Linked DNA regions of Rattus norvegicus: region 2 is linked to region 1. A link is a contact called in public Hi-C data. All regions are on one chromosome and are shown on one strand. Each heading gives the region's core, a stretch centred on a gene start, on an enhancer-like site or on the middle of the called end of the contact. The rest is flanking DNA. Distances are from core to core; before and after follow the strand shown.

What was found. Hi-C and Micro-C count contacts between places; a contact is called where the count stands out from the background.
Region 2: a contact with region 1 is called in a Hi-C map of liver, with 4 times the contacts expected there. The contact joins two enhancer-like sites. A contact is called at or near these places in 5 of 12 Hi-C or Micro-C datasets (the A7r5 cell line, the Rat2 cell line, hepatocytes and 2 more).

What each region holds. Positions count from the first base shown.
Region 1 is chr2:77,630,039-77,633,138 of GRCr8, reverse strand. No RefSeq gene overlaps it. Among named protein-coding and RNA genes, the nearest start is that of Basp1, 37 kb to the right of the region's middle. Within about 2 kb of position 1,833, at least 17 of the 93 cell types and tissues checked have an H3K27ac peak or open chromatin away from gene starts, as enhancers often do. A contact at or near this core is called in hepatocytes, kidney and liver, where this site is marked.
Region 2 is chr2:77,691,487-77,694,880 of GRCr8, reverse strand. No RefSeq gene overlaps it. Among named protein-coding and RNA genes, the nearest start is that of Basp1, 99 kb to the right of the region's middle. Within about 2 kb of position 1,965, at least 3 of the 93 cell types and tissues checked have an H3K27ac peak or open chromatin away from gene starts, as enhancers often do. A contact at or near this core is called in hepatocytes, kidney and liver, where this site is marked.

The sequences.
Region 1 (3,100 bases), core at 584-3,083:
CCTAAAGTCAGCTGCTTATTTATCCATTATCTATCTATCTATCTATCTATCTATCTATCTATCTATCTATCTATCTATCTATCTATCTATCTCAAGACAGGGTTTCTCTTGGTAGCCATGGCTGTTCTGGAACTTACTCAGTGGATCAGGCTGGCCTCGAACTCAGAGTCCTGCTTGCCTCAGTTTCTTGAGTCCTGGGATTAAAGGCATGCACCACTACCACAAAGTATCTGTATGTCAGAGGGAGCTAGGGATCCTTTCTTCTGAGTTCTGTAACATGGGGGGCTCTTCCTTTGCATCTCAGAGATCTGTTATCTTTATGTTCTGTTTTCTCTCCCTCCCTCCCTTCTCCTTCTCTCTGCCCTCTCCTCCCTCCTTCCTCCCTCCCTCCCTCCCTGGCGGTTTTTCCCCTGTCTAACAGATTGAAGCTAGAATTACGCCCTTGCTAAGGCACTACTCTGCCGATAACCTGTATGCACAGTCTAGATGCTGTATCTTTCCCTTCTTGCCCACTTAAGAATAGGTAAGATCACAGCAAATACTCGGGGTGATTCAAGGGAGCACGGTGGTTTAAGCACCCAGCAGACTGTGTAGTTTTTAGGTATTTGAGGAGAACTGCAAAGTCACACACATGGCTACAGAAGTCACCAAGAGTTGTTGACTTGGAGAGGGAGAAAGCCAATGCTCTGTACTAAAAAACGATTGGGGTTGAAGAGAGAAAGGGAGGGACAAGCACAGGGAGAATGTCCCAGGACCTTGTGTTAATGAAAGGTCTCTTCACAGGGTTCCTCTGTTCCATCGGCTTTTTCTGACTTTGGGGTCGGTCCTTAGGCTGCCAGAACAAATACCACAAGCCGGGTGACTTAAACAACAGAACTCTATGTTCTCAAAGTTGCAGCGGCTAGGGTCTAGAATCAAGGCCTGGGAAGGGACAGTTCCAGGGGCTTCTGGGGATGGTTCCAGGGGCTTTCAGGCACTAGCCGGTCACCACTTTGCTCCTGACTGCTGGGCTGTCACCTGTCCTTGGTGCATCTTGTTTTATAGACATGCCACCCCAGTCTCTGACTTTGTTGTTCCATGGCCTGTCCCTCTGTATCTCTAAACGTCCTCTGCTCAGAAAGACGTCAGTCACTCCGGACAAGGACTCTCCCAGCTGACTTCCTCTAAACTTGATTACATCTTTCCAAAGAGCATCACAGAAGATTTTGACGCAGTTTGGAATGCTGTCTTACACTTAGCTCTGACCAAGTGAACAGAAATGTTCAGTCGGCCCCAGGCACCGCAGGGTGGGGTTTCTAATGGCGGGGAAGCCCAGCATGCAAGCACACATTGGCTGAACTTTGTAGAAGATTTCTGTCCAGGTTTCCGTTTGCCTTCTCCTAGCCCTTGGTATTCAATTCCTAGTCTGAGAATTTATTTTTAGCATAATGAATAATTTATGTTTTAAAAATGACTAATGAAAAAGAAATCAACCACTTTGGACTGGACAGAGCATGAGTGTCTGGTCTCTGGCCCTCTCTTCACTTTTCTTCCCATTTGCTGCTTCGTCTGGAAGGAAAGTGTCTACTTGACCTTTTTTTTTTTTTTTCCCTGTCACACGACCCCTTCCACAAGTAGGTTCTGCCCTCTTCGGGGACGCACATGCGACGCATTATGAAATTAAACTTCTGCTACTCCTAAATCTCACTTTCAAGTGTCTCCGAGTTGCCAATGTTTTCTTGTTTTCCCAGCGGTAGTGGAGTCGGGGATGGGGATGGGATGAGGGTGGGAGTAGCATGGCACAGTGTAGGATGTTTTTTCGTGATATTTTGGGCCTGAAGCCTTGTGCACATTCTTGGGATGGTTCGGTTTCCGGGGCACATGCACAGTGACCTTACTTAGTTTTGGGCCAATCCTGCTCGCTTGAGTCAGCTACTTTTTAGCAACTGCGGCCAGAAAAATGCAGTTTTTTTTTCAGGAGTGCCTTCTGAAATCGTTTTTCTGTGTTACGTCAGAGAAACAGTGGCATTTCGTTTTCCAAAAACAGTTCCTTTTATAAACTGTTAATAAAATGACCCGTGTTACCCAAATTAGGGGTTTTGAGTTTGTTCTGCAGCTTTTTTAAACTGAAGCGCCCCCTAGCGGGCACTTTGTGATATTTATGCTTGTTCTGGTTGAACAGTTTTTCTCCAGGTTTCCAAAAAGTTTCTGTTAAGCTACTACAGAGAACCACATGGGGTGGATGTTTCATAAATCAGCCAAAAAGAAAAGAAAGTTTTATGGGATTTTAAAAATATTTTATCTGTTTTCTTTCATTTTACCATGTAATTGAAAACAGTTTCTCTGAACTGACCACTAATATGGACAAGTATTTGGGAAGAGACCCTTGAGTCTCTGGTATGGTATGCAGATGCCCCTTTAAAGGTAATGTCCTTGAAACCAGAACTCAGGGGTTCATCGTGTGTAAGGGGATTGTCTAAGAGAAGCATCCTCCTGAGTTATAGAACTTGTTCCCTACTGGCCTCGGCTTGTCAAGGGCTCTTATGGGGTGGACTTCTGAGACCCTTGGAACCTGGGGGACTGACTGCTTGGTTAATGTCCCCACACCAGCACAGAGCCTTTTATGAATCCCTACGGACAGCTGGAATGTGTCCCACCTTCAAGACCTTATAGGAAAGATCCCATGGCCTCCAAGGAAGGACATTTACAGATCCCCAGATTCACTGACTAAAACCACTTGGTTGGAGTTTCCCAGGTGACTCTGAGGTTGATAATTAGCCCCAGAGAGGCAAAGGGTAATCGGAGGCTCACTGAGCCTACAACCCCAGGCTAAGTGTCAGAGGGTAGACAGGGTGACCTGGAGATCCAGTAATGCACCATGTCGCCCTGTGCCTCATAGGATAATGACATTAGTGTGTTTACCTGTCGTGAGCGGAATAAAAGCCAGCAATTTTCTTTTTGAGAGTCTTTGCTGGACTGGAGTCCGTTTACTTTTTTGTTCAAGCCTTCTTTTCCTTGGGCTCATACATTTTTTAAAAAATATTTATTTATTTTATGTATGTGGGTACACTATCACTGTCTTCAGACACACCAGAAGAAGGCATCGAATGCACACTACAGA
Region 2 (3,394 bases), core at 716-3,215, 62 kb before region 1:
TCCATCAGATGATCTTGAAGACATAATAATGCTGAGAATCATATATTTACGGGGGTCAAATTCAGGATCCACTTGGACTAGCGAGTGGTTTATTTTGGTGCCCTGTCCCTTCAGATGCCCCTTTCCTCTGCTGTGTACTGTTATGTCCCCACCAGCCCATGGGTCGTAGACCAGGCAACAGTTCCCAAGAGAACCAGGCAAGCACACGCAACAATGATAGAGAAAAAGAAGATTCAAACCCAAACCCAAACCAAATGGAAGGTTTTGTAGACTTTTCAGAGGAAAAGCAAGCAGTCACGAATTGAGTGATGGATGTAGCCACTGCCCTGGCTTCCATCTTGTAAGCCCCAGGACGTGCCAAGAAGCGACCAGAATACAAGGCCAAGAAGGATGCTCTGTGTAGATGTTTTCCCTGCAGAGAACACCATGGCGTGTCGTCTCCAGCATCCCTGGGATGGGTGACAGCTGTGAGTCTGCCCTCCACGGTGATCGAGTTTCATGTATCAGGTTGTGGCTGACAAGGGTTCCACATTCCTGCAGTGGGCAGTTCTGTGGCTGCTGACTTTCATGTCAGGAGAGAGCCAAGAGGCTCTAAGAAAGCACTCACTGCACACAGGGCCACACAAAACAAACACAGGCAGCAAATCCCCACTGAAGTCCCACTGACATCAGGCCAAGCTGAAAAACAAACTCTGACATTTCTCACATAGGCGGGACTGAACTTGACTGAGATCCTCGAATGTTTCCTTGGAAATATCAAACATCGGAAAGCACTCTGCTCTTTCTGAGCCCTTCTCTCAAGCGCTGTGCCTCTGGGGAGGACCTCCTGGATTTGCAGTCTTGCAGTTATGCTAAAAAAGAGTCACATCCCGTAGATGCTAGTTCAGACTATTTAGTTTTGAGAATAAACTAATCGCACGGGGGAAAGAATTGGGTAAAGTATTCTTCATTTTCCTGAAGACCTAATATGTGTCAGGCTGTCCATAGCACAAACTGAGTCTTGGTGCTTGGTAATCTTGAGAAATTATTATCCCAGACACATTTTATCCAGTCATTATAGAGACTACATATCTATTTACTCATTGTATGTCACAACAGTAAAGAGATAGTCTTTGGCAAGGAGAGTAGACCACAGCCACCTTATGTCAGACTAGGGCTCTCATGTCTCATGACGTCTCTGTGCAGACCCCTGCTTTTGTTGTTGGCAGTTGTGCATTTTAACCACCCATGCTTCTGTTTGGTCAATCGCAAGCCCACCTGAATGCATGTGACCAATAAGGTGAAGGTGGTGTTTGAAGGGAACCTGCAGCTGTCCCCCCTCCCCCCATCCCTACTCTGCCCCATGCTGCAACTGATTTTTTTCCTCTGCATTGTCATCTCCTACCTCCAGCCCTTCTTTTCCTAAAGCTAAGTTTCCTCTCAGGAAGAGTATGAGTCTTTTTCCCTAAAGGTTTACACCAAAATGGACTGAAGCCGCTAAACAGAGGTACGTGTAGGAACAGAAGTAGCCTGGGAAAATTCATTTCATAGCCTGACAGAATTATCTTAAATAATAAATGGGGAGCCAATGTCTACAGACTTGCATAGTATGCGGATCTATAGATGCATATTAATAACAAAACTGGCAGAAATTAAGATGGCGTTTGGCTCTACTTCGCCGACCTACTGGGAAATGAAATCGTGCTTGTGCTTTTAAAGGGTGGCTGGTTTCCATCGTGGAGAATGCCAAATTTAAAAATAAGAAGATAACTTTAAAGCATGTACTGGAGTTTGATCAGCCAGTTTCACATTTTACAAACTGTGTAGTCAGCCAAATATTAGCGATGGCAAGAAACCCAGTGCTTAGTTTTCAATTCATTCTTCCCTGTAAAATGCTGTAAATTTCAAATCCAGGATTGCACCGTGTTATTTCTCTGAGACCAAAACAAGCCCTCTTGTGGCCAGTTCAAAAGTTACACACTGCATTTCTTGTGTTCTTCGAGGGGTCAGATGTCTGAGACTAACACTTGAAGCTGTAACCGTGATTTTCACCCATGTTTTACCACCAGGAAAAGAACGGCACATACGAAGTACTGTTTTCACACGTTCCCCAGAAGAATTGAGTAGCTCACAGAAACACATGCTGTGTCAGCGGCAGCTTTAATAGCAGGCAACTCGCTGGCCCTGTGTATAGGTTTCCTAACTGATCCTTTCTGTGGGGTCCGGAAATTGGACACTGTCATCACACAATGAGTATACTGCTTGGCTCTGGATGGCCGCACATACACTGTATGGACCTTAAGACTGAAGAGTCCTGTAGCAGGAACTGAGGCTCTGGGATCTGAACTGTTTTGGTTTTGACGAAGTCCATCTTTTTTCTTCCTATCCTGCATTGACCCTGAATCCGCAGACAGATGATGGACCAAGCTGTGTTTTTCCTCTGCCTCCTGAGGAGCCAGATCCTGGAGTCCGGTTAGAGTTGCTTCCTGTAGGGCTGGCTCTTCTCATCAGCTCTCGCTTTTCCTAAAGGGTTTTTCTTTGTGGCTCTCCTTCCCTTCCCTTCCCTTCCCTTCCCTTCCCTTCCCTTCCCTTCCCTTCCCTTCCCTTCCCTTCCCTTCCCTTCCCTTCCCTTCCCTTCCCTTCCCTTCCCTCCCTCCCCTCCCCTCCCCTCCCCTCCCCTTTTCTTTCTTTCTTTCTTTCTTTCTTTCTTTCTTTCTTTCTTTCTTTCTTTCTTTCTTTCTTTGTGACATGAAAGAATGACTGAATCCTGGGAAACTGCAAAAACCAAAAAAAAAAAAAAAAAAGAGGTCAGTTCCCTTTCACCTTTCAGTGGTCACGAGTTGCACAATCAGTACACAGTCAAAACTGCGATGTGGACTTTAGTACCCTCCATGAGACCGCTGGGCTGGCTAGTGTTATGTCAACTTAACACAAGCTAGAGTAACTGGAGAGGATGGAGCCTCGGTTGAGAAAATGCCTCAGTAAGGTCCATCTATTCACAGGCCTGCAGGACATTTTCTTAATTAATGATTGACATGGGAGGGCCCAGCCCATTGTGGGTGGAGCCATCCCTGGGCCAGTGGTCCTGGGTTTTATGAGAAAGTAGGCTGAGAAAGCCAAGGGGAGCAAGCCAGTAGGCAGCATTCCTTTACAGGCTCTGCATCAGCCCCTACCTCCAGAATCCAGCCCAGCTTGAGTTCCTGTCCTGACTTCCTTAATGATAGACTACAGTGTGGAAGTGTAAGCCAAATAAACCCTTTCCTTCATGTTCCTGTGGTCATGGTGTTCAGCTTTCAGTACCCAACACACACTCATCTGTGTGCTTGTGAGTGTAGGGCATTCTGTAAGGTGTTAGCACACGGATGTGTTAGTCACATCTTAACCACAGCCTGTACACACTGTGCCTCTCCCACCA